Regions from separate parts of the Gossypium hirsutum genome. Here region 1 is linked to region 2. The links are chromatin contacts, called in public Hi-C maps. All regions are on one chromosome and are shown on one strand. Each heading gives the region's core, a stretch centred on a gene start, on an enhancer-like site or on the middle of the called end of the contact. The rest is flanking DNA. Distances are from core to core; before and after follow the strand shown.

The links. Hi-C and Micro-C count contacts between places; a contact is called where the count stands out from the background.
Region 1: a Hi-C map of leaf shows a contact between it and region 2, with 1.6 times the contacts expected there. The contact joins the promoter of LOC107902574 here to the promoter of LOC107943425 in region 2. A contact is called at or near these places in 3 of 34 Hi-C or Micro-C datasets (hypocotyl, leaf and petal).

What each region holds. Positions count from the first base shown.
Region 1 is chrD05:25,101,201-25,107,967 of Gossypium_hirsutum_v2.1, forward strand. LOC107902574 (probable LRR receptor-like serine/threonine-protein kinase At4g36180) reads right to left here and starts at 1,821. Exons shown (of 1, transcript XM_016828732.2): 1 at 1-1,821. The coding sequence starts at 1,363. LOC107957588 (a long non-coding RNA gene) reads left to right here and starts at 2,346. Exons shown (of 2, transcript XR_005914088.1): 1 at 2,346-2,835; 2 at 2,994-3,231.
Region 2 is chrD05:24,959,571-24,966,622 of Gossypium_hirsutum_v2.1, forward strand. It overlaps LOC107943425 (WEB family protein At1g75720), which reads left to right and starts at 5,182. Exons shown (of 2, transcript XM_016877178.2): 1 at 5,182-5,600; 2 at 6,037-6,690. The coding sequence starts at 5,454. The coding sequence ends at 6,540. It overlaps LOC107943422 (transcriptional regulator ATRX homolog), which reads right to left and starts at 585. Exons shown (of 4, transcript XM_016877176.2): 1 at 1-585. The coding sequence starts at 285. LOC121217883 reads right to left here and starts at 3,834. Exons shown (of 5, transcript XM_041094438.1): 1 at 3,490-3,834; 2 at 3,262-3,373; 3 at 2,993-3,057; 4 at 2,324-2,917; 5 at 1,976-2,227. The coding sequence starts at 3,693. The coding sequence ends at 2,108.

The sequences.
Region 1 (6,767 bases), core at 571-3,070, 140 kb after region 2:
AATTATTTCCGCTCAAATTCAACGTTTCAAGCCCCGAAATGTTCCCAAACCCGTACGGGATTGACCCAGAAAATAGATTTCTCCCCAACGATAGACTTTTCAAGCTCTTCATTTGACTGAAAAAAATCGGCATTTGCCCGGAAAATCGGTTTCCTTCAAAATCGACGACCTTTAACGAGCCACACTGTAGGAGCTGAGTGGGAACCGAACCGGTCAACGAGTTGTTCGCCACTCTAAGATCTTCTAACTTAAAAAGGTTGCCTATTTCAACTGGTAATAAACCAGTGAAGAAGTTTCTAGAAATATCCAATATTCTCAACGTGGTCAAAGTGGTCAACCAAGAGGGAAAAACACCGTGGATTTTATTCTCGTGAAGGTCCAAAACCTCCAAAACTGCAACGCAACTTTGGTTATTTTGCGGCTTAACGAATTCCGTGAATTCATTAAATGCAAACTGCAGGATCCTCAACGACGGCGTAAAATTCCCCGACGATTTACAGAAAATGCTTTCGGGAACAGCACCGGAAAGTCTGTTATGCGATAATGCTAGCACTTGAAGATTCGGAACCGCACCGATACTTCCCGGAACAAGTCCTTTAAGCTTATTATCTTCTGCGCTTAAATGTACCAGCGAAGAGCAGTTCGCTATAGCCGACGGTAATGTACCATACAACTGGTTCGAGTCAAGCCAAAGGTACTGTAGTTCTTGGAGCTTGCCTATACTCGCCGGAATGCCACCGGAAAACCAGTTGTATGAGAAGTTGATAAGTTGGAGCTGAGACTGTGCCGAGAAATTCGACGGTAGTTCCCCGGAGAAATCGTTTGAGGATAAATCGAGGTACCGGAGGGACCAATGGAAATCGGAGGCGATTTTTCCGGTTAGATAATTATGAGCTACATTGAGGACTTGTAAATTGGTGAGGTTAAAAATGGAAGGCGGGAGGTTGCCGGAGAGTGAGTTGTAGTGCAAGTAAACAGCGCGTAAGAGAGCGCATTGGGCAAGAGCGTTAGGGATGGCGCCGTTGAAGTTGTTAGAATGGAGGTTTAATTTGCGGAGCTCACGTAAGTTGGATAATTGATCACTGAGTTGGCCACCGAGTTGGAGGCGAGGCAAATTGAGCTCGCGGACTCGGTTGTTGTAACAAACAATGCCACGCCAGTCGCAGGGAGCTGATGGCGTGAGCGCATCCCAGCCGTCGAGAGCACCAAGTGGGTCTTGGAAAACACTGCGTTTAAAGGACGTAAGCGCACGGATCTCCGCTAGAGTAACGGCACTGTGTTGTTGAGCGTAAGAAGATGGTACGACGACGTTGGAGATGAAGAAGGTAAGGGATAGAAGAATAATAGTAGCCGTTATTTCCATAGAGAAGAAATGGAAAGTACAAAAAAACTGAAAGAGTTTTTATCGTATACATATTGGCTGTTGAGTTGTAGATTGTATCTTATATCTGGCTACTGGTTAATGGGAATTTCTGATTTAACTGATTGTATCATATATTTTTATTGTATTTAATTTTTATTCAACAAAAATGGGCGAAGGAAAACTGGAAAACTGTTTGGAGTTGGTTCAGTATCATGATGGGATTGAATGTGGGGGGTTTAGGAGTGTTGAACCTTGTCCGAAGTCACGAGACACGTAAGGCCACTGTACTCTGTTGTTATTTCCGTTATTTTATCTGTAACTATTTTCCTTTGGCAGAAATTAAAAAGTTGAGGCTGATACGGTGGGACCCGGAAACTCGAAACCATACAACTTTTCGTGTCATATCTATTATTTTGCACGCAGTAGTAATTTATTTCATTCACAAAGAGAAAGTGACATTAAGAAGAGTGGGCCACGATGGAAACTAGAAAATTTTTTAATTAAATTATAATTTTTATGATATTAAAAAAAATAATTTTATTATTTTAATAGATTATATCTTTATTATTTAAAAAAATAATTTAAAATTTTATAGTTTAGGGTTTCAATTATATACTTAACGACTATTTTTACCATTCCCTTCATTATCTTCACGTGTCTTTTACAGGTTATATGTTTTACTTTTTGGTGGGAACGACCTTCTTCTTTCCGTACAAGGTAAAGCTCCTTAAACGGTGCCGTCGAGTCAAAACTAATACTACATTTTATGTTTATATATTTAAACATAACTCGCATATAGCATAGATGGAATAGTTTGGCTAAAAAAAAGAACTTTTAACATATAATGCAATAAAAAATAGAACAATATAATGATCACAAATGACATCGTTGGAGTTTGGGTGCGAAATAATTTTTTTTTTAAAAAAAAAAAGAAAGAATGAAGGAAAATCTCAAATGGGGGAAGGTAAAGAGGTTGGTTCTCTCTTGTTGCTCTTGGTACATTTCTGTAGATCCGCAATAAAGAAGCAGGTATCGTTAACAACCATGAATTCATCTATGCATCAATTATATGAGAAAAAAATAAAATAAAATAAAAAGAGAATAATGCCCTTGTAATGTTCTCAAAGCTTCACTCTGGTGTAAAATGCCAGTGAATAGGCATACCTTCATTGCTAGCAGAGGATTATGATATAAGCGGTTCATTCATAAGTGCATGGCATCTAATCAAAACTAGGGGAACACACTTTTCAAAATTTGATGCTGACTAATTTAAGAGCCATATAATATGAACGACTAGCTTGTATCTAGCAACAAGAGATGAGTTCAGGTTTTTAGAAGACACTACTAAGTTTCATTTCTTTTTTCTATCTTTTTTTTCTCTGAATAATGCATCTGAATGGAAAGTGCCAACAACATTTATATACGGGACTGAAGATTGGGTGAACTATCAAGGAGCCCAAGACACTACTAAGGTTTGTTCACTTCTGCCATACATAAGAAGTCAACAGACATTGTGCATTTTTCCATGTAAAGCTTTTATATTGGAACCTTAAATGGAGTAAGTTAGAACCCAAATGGCTATATCTTCCTGTCAGACTCCTTATCTTGGCTGCATTTCTGTCATATACAGGGTGGACATTTCGTGTTCCTTGAAAACACAGAGGGATTCCATTCGGCCGTGTCATCTGTGCATGTAGGAGATTTCTCTCACCTAACCCTGATACTCAACCCTTGCCTTAAGGCTTGGAATCAGCTTAGAATAAAGTATTGTAATTTCTTCACCCACACTTTTTTGTATAATACATAATCACGAGATTCCTTTGTTCTGTAACATTCTTTTTGGTCAATAAAACATTCTTTTCTTCCAACTTTTTATCGTATACATATTGGCTGTTGAGTTGTAGATTGTATCTTATATCTGGCTACTGGTTAATGGGAATTTCTGATTTAACTGATTGTATCATATATTTTTATTGTACTTTTAAGCGCATGGATCTCCGCTAGAGTAACGGCACTGTGTTGTTGAGCGTAAGAAGATGGTACGACGACGTTGGAGATGAAGAAGGTAAGGGAGAGAAGAATAATAGTAGCCGTTATTTCCATAGAGAAGAAATGGAAAGTACAAAAAAACTGAAAGAGTTTTTGGAAATGAAAGGATGGCAGAGATTCAGAGGGGGAGCGCGGTTAAGCGGAGACAGGAGGACTGACAGAAACGACGCCGTTTAAATTGGGCCAAAAGGAGAGAATCATTTAACCGGACTGTTGTGCTCACGAGGGGTTAGATCAGGTCAGTTGGTTTTGCTCTAATTGTTTTAATACTGTGTCTCACTAGATGCAACCCAAATTAATGCACTCTCAAGCCTTAACACAATTGAATGCTAGGAGAAAAAAAAAATCGCAATTATATATTTTGTTTATTCATTTTCTTATTTCAATTATGATAATTTGATTTTATAAAAAAAGTTATATTTAATTTCCATTAGAATTAAGTATTTTAAATGTATATTTAATTTAGTTATATATTATCATTGTTAAAGTTAATATATATAATTATAAATTTTAAATAGTTACAAAAATTAAAAGAGAAGACAAAATTAAAATATAATTATTGTTTATAATATTTTTTAAAAATAATAAACTTGCAACAAATGAGTTCTTAGTTTAATAGACAATTTTAAGGTTAAGAACTTATCTCGTATTTAAGTCTCGTGTAAATTATGTGTGGGTTATTAGTCATGTCTTACGGTATTTAGATCTTATATAGATTTATTTTGATATCGATATGCTTAGGTTATCAGATTGATTGTCATTTATAATGATTAATTCTAATTATAGTTATTCGGATCTACTATTTGTAATTGCAATGTGACTACTTGTAACTTCAAAAAAGTACATTTATTAATTATGTTATGTTTAACATATGATTGTATTAGAATATAAAATTATTTGCAATTTAATTCAGGCATAACGATAAATTTAATTCTTTACACTTACATCCTTATCAATTTGTCCCTTATTTTTTTGAGCTGAATTTGGTCATCAACAATTTAAAAAGAGTCAAATTTCGTATTATTTTTTAACGAAAATATTGACTAAAACATTAAGATTTTGAGCATGATAGCTCACATGGAAATCCACGTATACCTTATGTTAATTTTCTTGAATTTTTATTTTTTTGAATAATTTTATAATTTTTCAAATCCTTGGGTTATTAATAGATGGAATTCAACTAATTCAAAAAGTTAAAGGCTTGGATCCGCTTAATTCCACATGTACCTTAATTCCACATTAAAATTTTGAACATGGTAACTCACATGGCAATTCACGTGTACTTATCCATTAATTAGATTGATATAACTTGATTTGCTCATAAAAAGTTAAAAAGGCTTGGATCCGTTTAATTCCAATTCGAAAATCTTGAGCAAAAAACATTGAAATTCAAATTAATTTTAACTTGAAATAACTTAAATTTGTGTGTCAAACCTAAATGATAAAGCTCAAAATTATCCAAACTTGAAATGTCCCATCCTAAAAAAAACCCAACTTGTAAGCTTGAGTAAACATTATTTGAACTTAAAATGTTGAGAAAATTTTTTAAACTTAAATTGAATCGATCTAGATTAACTTGACTCAAAGTTAACTTAACTCGTGTGGTTGATAGGTCTAATTATATATAACGAATATCTTAATATCTCATTTAAATACTTTTATTTTCATTAAAAGAAAAAATAATTTAAATTCTAGTTAAAAAATTAAGTATGAAACCAAGCATAATGATCAAATTTATTTTACTGTATAATGATGAAATTCTAGTTAAAAAATCAAGTACTAATAGAGCTATTAATCTGTATAAAGAACTAAGAGGATATAAAAGCAATGAAAAGAAGAAAAGGTTATGGTGTCACAAGCAGGCGATTGTTGCTTTGATAATATATAATATGGATTGAAATTTTATAGTGAAAAGGATGAGAATATTAGGAGTGATGTAAAGATGGCAAGTGGGTAGTGATGATTTGGTGATTAAAAGGTGTAATAATAAAAAGGCATGAGGAAATGATTTGTTTACTCCATCAAAGTGCTTATAATTTATAAGGTTGTAGTAGTAATGATTTGGTTGAGCGGCGTTTATGGGGCTTATCATTACAAACCACCTGCGCTCTCCTCTTCACATCATTTCGTTTGCTATATAAAAATCATGCAATGGACGCCTTATATTGTTTTCTTAAGTTTGATTCACACCACCCCTGCTTTTGTGGATACTATAGGAATGCCTATGAACTCTAGATTAGGCATCAATTGATTCTAATGATTTAGTAATCGAATGTGATTACTTTTCGCAATAGAAATTGTTGTTCCAATAGGGTCGGAAGCGTGTAAATTATTGTACTAAAAAATCACACAAAGTTCAATTCCCAGGGAAGAGAGGTGGATCACATGGATCTCTTAAATACCAAGTCTTTCCTTAGACAGAATATCCCTTCTATAGTAATTTAATAGCACAATTAAATACTACTATTATACCCTCAAATATTGAAAGAAAAATAGGACAAGAAAGAACACAAGAGTTTTAACGAGGTTCGGTAAATTATACCTACGTCCTCGGGCACTAACACCAGATGATAACTTCACTATCTCCAAAATATTACAAACAAATAGAATTCCTTAAGAATTCTCAAATGGGAGAAGAGAGAAAACTAAGAGAGAAAGATTGGTTGGGATGGTTGAAATGAGAAATGGTTAGGCCTATTTATAGTTGAAGTTCAGGGACTAACTTGCAAATGGCCTAAAAAATTAGGGACCAAAATTGCAATTATCCCTTTCAACTTTAAACAACTTGCCAACTATTTTTTTTCTTTCGGTGCCAATTGCACCTCCCACCATTTTTGACTTTTCAACAATCTCCACCTTGAAGATTTGATTAGGATAATCACATCTTCACATACTTCCTTCAACTCCCCAAATTCGATAAAGCTATCTTTTGTAGTGCCTCCAAATGCGCTCTTAAGCGCCATACACCTAAAGGTGCTCAAATTCTCAGGATGTTAATCAAGTTCAAACAATGATTAAACTTGATTGTTGTTACCACCTTGGTCATCATATCTGCGGGATTATCTACTGTCGGAATCTTCTGAAGTAGAATTTTTCCTTTTTCAAAGACTTCCCGCACAAAGTGATATCTTACGTCGATATGCTTGGTTCTTGAATGATAGACTTGATTTTTCGCTAAATGAATAGCGCTCTGACTGTCACAATATAAACTTATGTGACTTTGAACAACTCCTAAGTCTTTCAACAATCCATTAAGCCAAATAGCCTCCTTAACAGCTTCTGTAACTGCCATATATTCTGCCTCTGTAGTAGACACAGCTACTGTAGACTGTAAGGTAGACTTCCAACTCACTGG
Region 2 (7,052 bases), core at 3,932-6,431:
TTTTTCGTCTTCATCGTCGCTCTCTTCCTTCTTGGGCTTGGTTGCTTTAGTAGCGGAGCTCCTTTTAGAGATGGGTTTTTCGTCTTCATCATCAGTCTCTACGGGCTCTTCTTTCTTCACTTTGGCTTCTTTGGGACGCGATTTCGAGTTAGAAACAGCAGCATTGTTGCTATTACTCGCGGATTTCTTCTTACGATTCTCCGCCATCGAACTCAGGCTTTTGAGGTCCTCATTATCCTCTTCGGGTTCCTCCTTTTTCACTGACTTCGAGTCCTCAAATGGCATGCTTAATCTTCAAGAGAACAAACAAGTTTCTGCCTTTGTGTCCCCAAAGAAAGTATACAGAAAAGGGATTGGGATTTTCCAACTGTTTCGGCGCAGAATACATGTAAAAAATCCCTCCGAGCTGCCGCTCGGGTTTTTAGCTTGTGACAATCAGAAAATGGTTGAAGACGGGCCCTCCAAGCCCTAACCAACCCCACGTTACGGGACCTAACGGCATCGTTTAAATGTCCATGACCCAAAACATAAAGTTGGCTACTTTTCTTTCTCTTCATCAAATTTAAAACCAAAGATAATGTAGGAAAACCCGCCTTCTTAAATTTGCACGGAAAGAATAAATTATGTTTTCTCTCTCTATATCTTCTTCAGAAAAACATATTCTCAGCTACACCTCATCATGCCCCTCTTGAGTTTGGGCAGCTTCAATCTACAATTGTGGGTATATCTTTTTAAGATACGGGTTGATTTTAAATATGAGTTTAAAATTTTTATCAAGCGTTAATTTTGAACTTAGTTCGTTTGTATTAAAGTTTTCATATTTTTTACATTAAAACAAGTTTAAAAATATAATATATCAAATATATTAAAAACATCAAAATAAATATTTTTTAATAAATTAAAAATACATTAAAAAAGTTGGATACTTAAATAGTTGCAACTTAACAAATAGATGTCTCTAAAATAGTAATAAAAATAATAATAAAACAACAGTTATATAATATTCAAATAATAACAATAAAATAATAGTAATATAATAGTAAAATAGTAACAAAATAACATTAGCAGTGAAAAAATTAGACAAATTTGAGCCGAGCTAAACCCAGGCAAAAAAAAAATCTCACCTGAGACCCAATCCATTTAAGAAAATATTTTTACTTAAATTCTTCCACTTTTTGAACGAGGCTTATGATGAGGTTTATTTCCAACCTTAATGATAATGAGTTCAAAAGAAATATGTTGGTTAATTATAAGGTTTGGTCATTCAGTTATACTTTTATTATTATTATTATTATGTATTAAGGATAAATTAAAAACTACAAATCACTTCTATGGCCATTCAAAAGGTCTAAAGCTTAATATTTTTCACATTTTATTAATTTGATCTTAATTTTAATTTTAAAAAAATTTAAAAGTTATTAAAAAATTTAGTAATTTCTCCTAAATCTCTAGAATCAAAATCAAATTGACAGAATGTATAAACATTGAACACTAAATTTATTATTATACTAATTAAAGCCATTATTAATTTTCCCTAATTTACTTCAAAATTGACAATGACTAAATTGCTCCGCTTTTCTAGAAGAATCAATTTACTCAATATCAAAACTTCACAGGTTTTATAGGCTCTCTAAATTACCTTCTCATCACTTTTTTTTTTTACCTAAAATGAAAAATACATTCACTTTTTGTGTTAATCGCTTACTTGCTTTTCACATTATTGGACGAGTAATACAGTTAACTCTTTCAAATTTTGACTGGCATAACACCTATAGAGAGAGATAATGGTTATAAGCTTGTCATATAAATTATATTGTGAATTTTCAGAGAGAAATAAAACATAAAAATAATTAATTCGTGAAATTTTATTACAAAAGATTTAACTGTTATAGCATGAGACTGTGATATAAAGGGTTAATTGTATGAGCATAATAGCACCCACCACTTATAAAAGGAAAACATATCCAGATTGATATAAGAGGATACAAACATATCCAGATTCATTAATAATTAGCCTTGTTCCAGGGTATGGAACCAATACATATTGCACAAACTACTTAAGACAGACGTTGATGGAAAAGCAAGAAACGAAAATGATGGTGCAGAGTCATCTTGTCTTGGGAGAGGAGGTTTTCAATCTGGGAACTTTAAATGTAGAAGTGAACAATTTTGGAGTTTCAGATATGGGTTTAGCATCTTCTTTTTTTCTCTTCGAGCTTCTACTTCCCTGAACGACAATAAGAAATTAACATTTGATTAGACAATGAATCTTTCATGCTATTAACAGAATATGTTCTGCCTGCAAACTAACATAAAGAAGTACCTTTTCATTCTCCTTCTGAATATCAGGAACATGAGGAGCAGAATTTTCTTTCTTCACAGTAATGTTACATGGATCCCTGCCACTGTTCTTACCGCCCATGACATAAGTTCTTCCGCCTGCTGCGCAACGTTTTATTACAGGTGTACAAGAAGCACTTCTCGACTTCCTTAACGATTCTACATCCCCAGAAGTTTTAGAAACTTGTTGGAATCTACTTGCATCAGCCTTTTTCCGAGACAGTTCCGCTTTTAATCTCTCGATTATTTCATCCTTTTCAGCAATGGATGACCTGAGCTCCTCCATATCGGACATAAGTGCCTCAATTCTCTTGTTAGCCTTGTCTAGTTCAGACTGCTTGGTGTTTAAATTATCAGTGTACCGACTTTCCAGAGCATTAAACTGATTCCATGCAAATTTATTCTCTGCCACAAGTGCAGTGACTTGACAACTCTTTTCCGAAACAAGATTTTTGTATTGAAGCTGCAGCCTTCGTATATCGTCTTCCAACGCCTCCAAAGTAACAGACTTGGAGCCACTACGCTTGCGTGCCGACGTCCCTTTTTTGGTTTCTATGGAGTCCCTTTGAGAAATATCCTGAAAATTATTAAAAAGATTAGAAACTGTACAATGGATATGATTATGCAAAGAAGAAAAGCCGTAGGAACATACTTTTGAATTTTTACCGAGGATATCAAACCAGATTCTGAAATCAGTCAGTTCATCCTCCGCTTCCTCTGTAAAAAGCCAATTTAAAAAAAAAATCTACAAACATCAGACCATAACTAAATTACCAAAAAAAAAAGAGCATAAAATCAAAACATGAATCTAATTCAACATAAAAGAATTCGAAACCAAATTGAACAACCACCATTACATCACAAGTTTGTTTCTTCCCTAGTGAATTTGACCAAAATATTAAGACGAAAGAGAACAGGTACCTAATTTCATTTTGCAAAGATAAGCTTCTCTGTGCTTCAATCCTACCATCATATCGGCTTTTGTAGCCTCAAGCACACGTGCCATCTCTTCCGATTCCAAACCACTTTTCATCTAAACACCAAAATATAACCAAGATCTCCAATATGAACCCTCCGAATAGGGGAGCAAAAAAAACCCTGAATTTACAAAAAAAAAAGGGGTCAAAACCCTAGATTTAGAAGTCATACCTGAGAAATGTGATCTTCGTAGAGGCGAACATCAGAGACCCAACGTTCATATTGCATCTTGATCCGATCTTCGAGAATCTTTCTTTCTTTACTGAGAGTTTCAAGCTGTTGTTGCTGGGTTTTAAGCATCTTAACTAAACCCTCAAAGATTTTGTCCCACTTTTGACGCTCTGACGAGCCTTGAGACCGCGTTTTCGCCCCCATTGTGGCCTTCTTGATAGCAGAATTACCAGAAGATGAAGAAAAAGAAAATGATTGAGAGAAAATTCAAATGTTGCAATTTGAAAAGGGACTTCAACGGTCTGATTTTTAGTGTATTACAAACCAAAAGGATAGGGGGTAATACTAACGTACGCACCTGGAGTACTAATACCTTTTCGCTTTTTGGGCTCTCACTTGGGTTCTAAACTGAAACGCTTAGCCCATCATAAACACTTGATTTAATTAGAAAAATAAATAAATCACATTTAGTGTAATACATTTAATTAGAAAATTTCAAAAACTAAAAAAGTTATTTCATCGATCAAAATCAATGTTTTCAAAACTAGACTAGGAACCAATAGGGGTGTTGGGCCAGAGATAAGGGTTGAACCGACTGACTTGTAAATTGATACATACCAATTGAACCAAGCTAAAAAAATCAGTTGAACTGAATTTCTCTATTTTCTTAAATATTTTTATTTTTATGAATTTTAATAATTTATTTGATTGAATCAAATGAATTGATTAAATCAGGAACTGGTTACATGACTGGCTTAACCTTTAATCTAGTTCTAAAGAAAGAAAAGAAAAAAGAATATATATATATAAGAGAAATAATACTTTTGTGTATTTTTTTATCACATGTCAAATTTTAATTGGTTGTTTTTTAAATAGAATTAATAGCTTAACTAACGTTTGGACTAACAGAGGCACCAACTTAGAAAAAAAAAGTTTAGGTACCACTTGTGACCTGAAAAATATTTAGGTACAAAAATGAGAAGAAAAAAAAAGGACATACTTTAGGTACCAATTTGTAGGTTAAGCCTCTTTCAAAATAGACTTAACAGTTTGACTAACGAATGTACTAATTTGGAATTAGGTATCACTCATGACTAAAAAAACAAGTTAGATACAAAGATGAGAAAAAAATGTATAATTTAAGTACAAATTTGTAGGTTAAGCCTTTTTTATAATCATGCAACACCTCTCCAATGTTACTATAAATGTGAAAACAACATGAGTCTAAATTTAACAAAATTAGAAAGATTAAGCCAAATGAGTTTTAGCTCGGTTGATATCAACATTGTTGTTAGTATAGGAGGACGTGAGTTTCGAGTGCATTAAAACGTGTTTATCTTTTTATTTAAGGATTGAGAATGAACTATGAATAGTTCTAGATATTGTATAATAATAAAAAAAGAGGTTAAAATATCCTTCAATTCTAAAACTCGCTTGTTAGAGGTGTAGCGAAAAATTATATTGTAATGAACCGAAATTTATTAAAAGAATGTTAACTATATTAATAATTGAAGTCGAATTTTCAAATCCAAAAATTAAGAAAACTAATTTTTTTTTGTTAAAGAAGGGAATTAAATTATTTTAAATAAAAGGAAGAGAATGTATTTTTGTATTGCAATAATTGATATTTGTATTGCACAATTAGGCATTGGCTGCTAAGAAAGCAAAGTAGGGGAGGGCCCTGAAACTGAAATAGTAGAGAGTGGGGGGTCCGTTGATCCGTTGGGTATAAGATAGTTAAAGAGTCCCTCTCTTCCGCCATGAAACAGGCGAAGCGAAGCCCATATGAACAGATATTCCAGTGAAGTGGACGCGAAGCAACGAACCTCCCCCTTCCCTTCCCTTCCCACCAATATTATTATAATTGCTTTTGCTCTCCTCTCTCTAAATATTTAACTAACAACACCCTTCACTGCTTCCCTAACTTTCCATCTTCCTTTGTCTGCCAAAACTAGTTCAGCAGCATGGACCGTGAAGGGGGAGTTGTGATGATGAATAGGGCAGAAATCGATACCAGGGCACCATTCAGGTCTGTCAAAGAAGCCGTTGCCTTGTTCGGTCATAAAGTTTTGTCTGGCCAGCTTTATCCCATCAAGCTCAAGGAGGAGGAGGTAACCTCCTTCTCATTTGCCCATGCTTCAGTTCACTACTTTGATTTATTAATGGTTCCCAAATCCCTGAATACTATTGTGTTTTGCCCTTCTTCATATTAAAAATATGTATGTTAGTGTATTATGAAATATTTCTTGATCAAAAAGCTTTACTGTGGTGTTTAAACTCCAGGTAATTTCTTTATCTGATGCTTGCTTGTCGCTGAGTGCAAGTGTTATCGGTGTAATAGTAGAGAGAAGATAAATATAATAATTATCAGGGGGCTTACTTTAGCTTTTTTTAAGGAATCATTCTCTTACTCTTGATGAAGATATCTCCATTAAAAGTTTAAACATGGAGGTTTATCTATCAAGCAAGCAAGCATATCTGTTACAGTACTTCCCTGAAAATATCCATATATAGTCTTCTAAATTCATCAACTGAATTAATAATCAGGAAATGTTAGTTTACCAAGTTCATTTACGACAGATGCATGGGCGTGAAGGCAGTGAAAATGGTTGTTCAAGGCTTGGAACTGTTACAGCTGAACTGGAAGAGACAAAATACAACCTTGAAAAGGCCAGAGAAGAGAGTTTGATGATGGCGAATTGCCTGTGTGCTCTTAAAGAAGAGCTCGAAAGAACAAAGACCGAACTGCAGCAAATGAAGGAACGAGAAACCGAGAAACTGATGATGGAGTTCGAGATGGAAGATGTCAAGATTGTTCCAGGCTCCGCAAGATATGAAGTCAATGAAACACGCAGGTTTAACGAAGAAGGTACCACCGAGTTTCAGCAGAAGAGATACGTGACCTTTTCAAATCAACCTTGTTTGACTCAAGTTGTTGGTCCACAAGGTGTGGAGAAACTTGAGAGGCACCCTTCATTGCGCAAGAAGAAGAAGAAGCCATTGATCCCTCTGATTGGAGGGTTATTTTCCAAGAGAAAAGGGAGTCAATAAGTTCATAGTGCCAACATAAATAATACCTTATAAGATTTTACTTTTTGTAAGGTTTCATATTTCTCTTGTATGTACACGCCTAGCAAGTTTAATGTATAAGAAGGGTGTAGATGTTTTATGAGAGAGTTATATAAGAAAAGATCACATAAATCACTTCATTTTCTACCTTAAAGAATAATCCAAAACTTAGCTTAATTGATTCATTATATTCAGGTGGCTTAAAGTTCGAACTTCGAACCATTGAAGCATCAGAAGCGTCGAGAAACCTGAAAGAAATCAAAACCAACAAAAACATACCTCATCTGAAGTGTACAAAAGAAGAACAAAGTAACATTCCAAGTTTCCCAATGTCTCTTTCTATGGTAGATTCGTAACCCACGAAGGAAGAGACTAATCGAATATATATTCATTCCAAAAAGCTGCTATGCATTAATAAAATAAACTTCCAAACGAAAAAAACAAGGAAAATATAACGAAGAAGATCAGCAGCAGCAGCAGCAGCCAAAATTAAA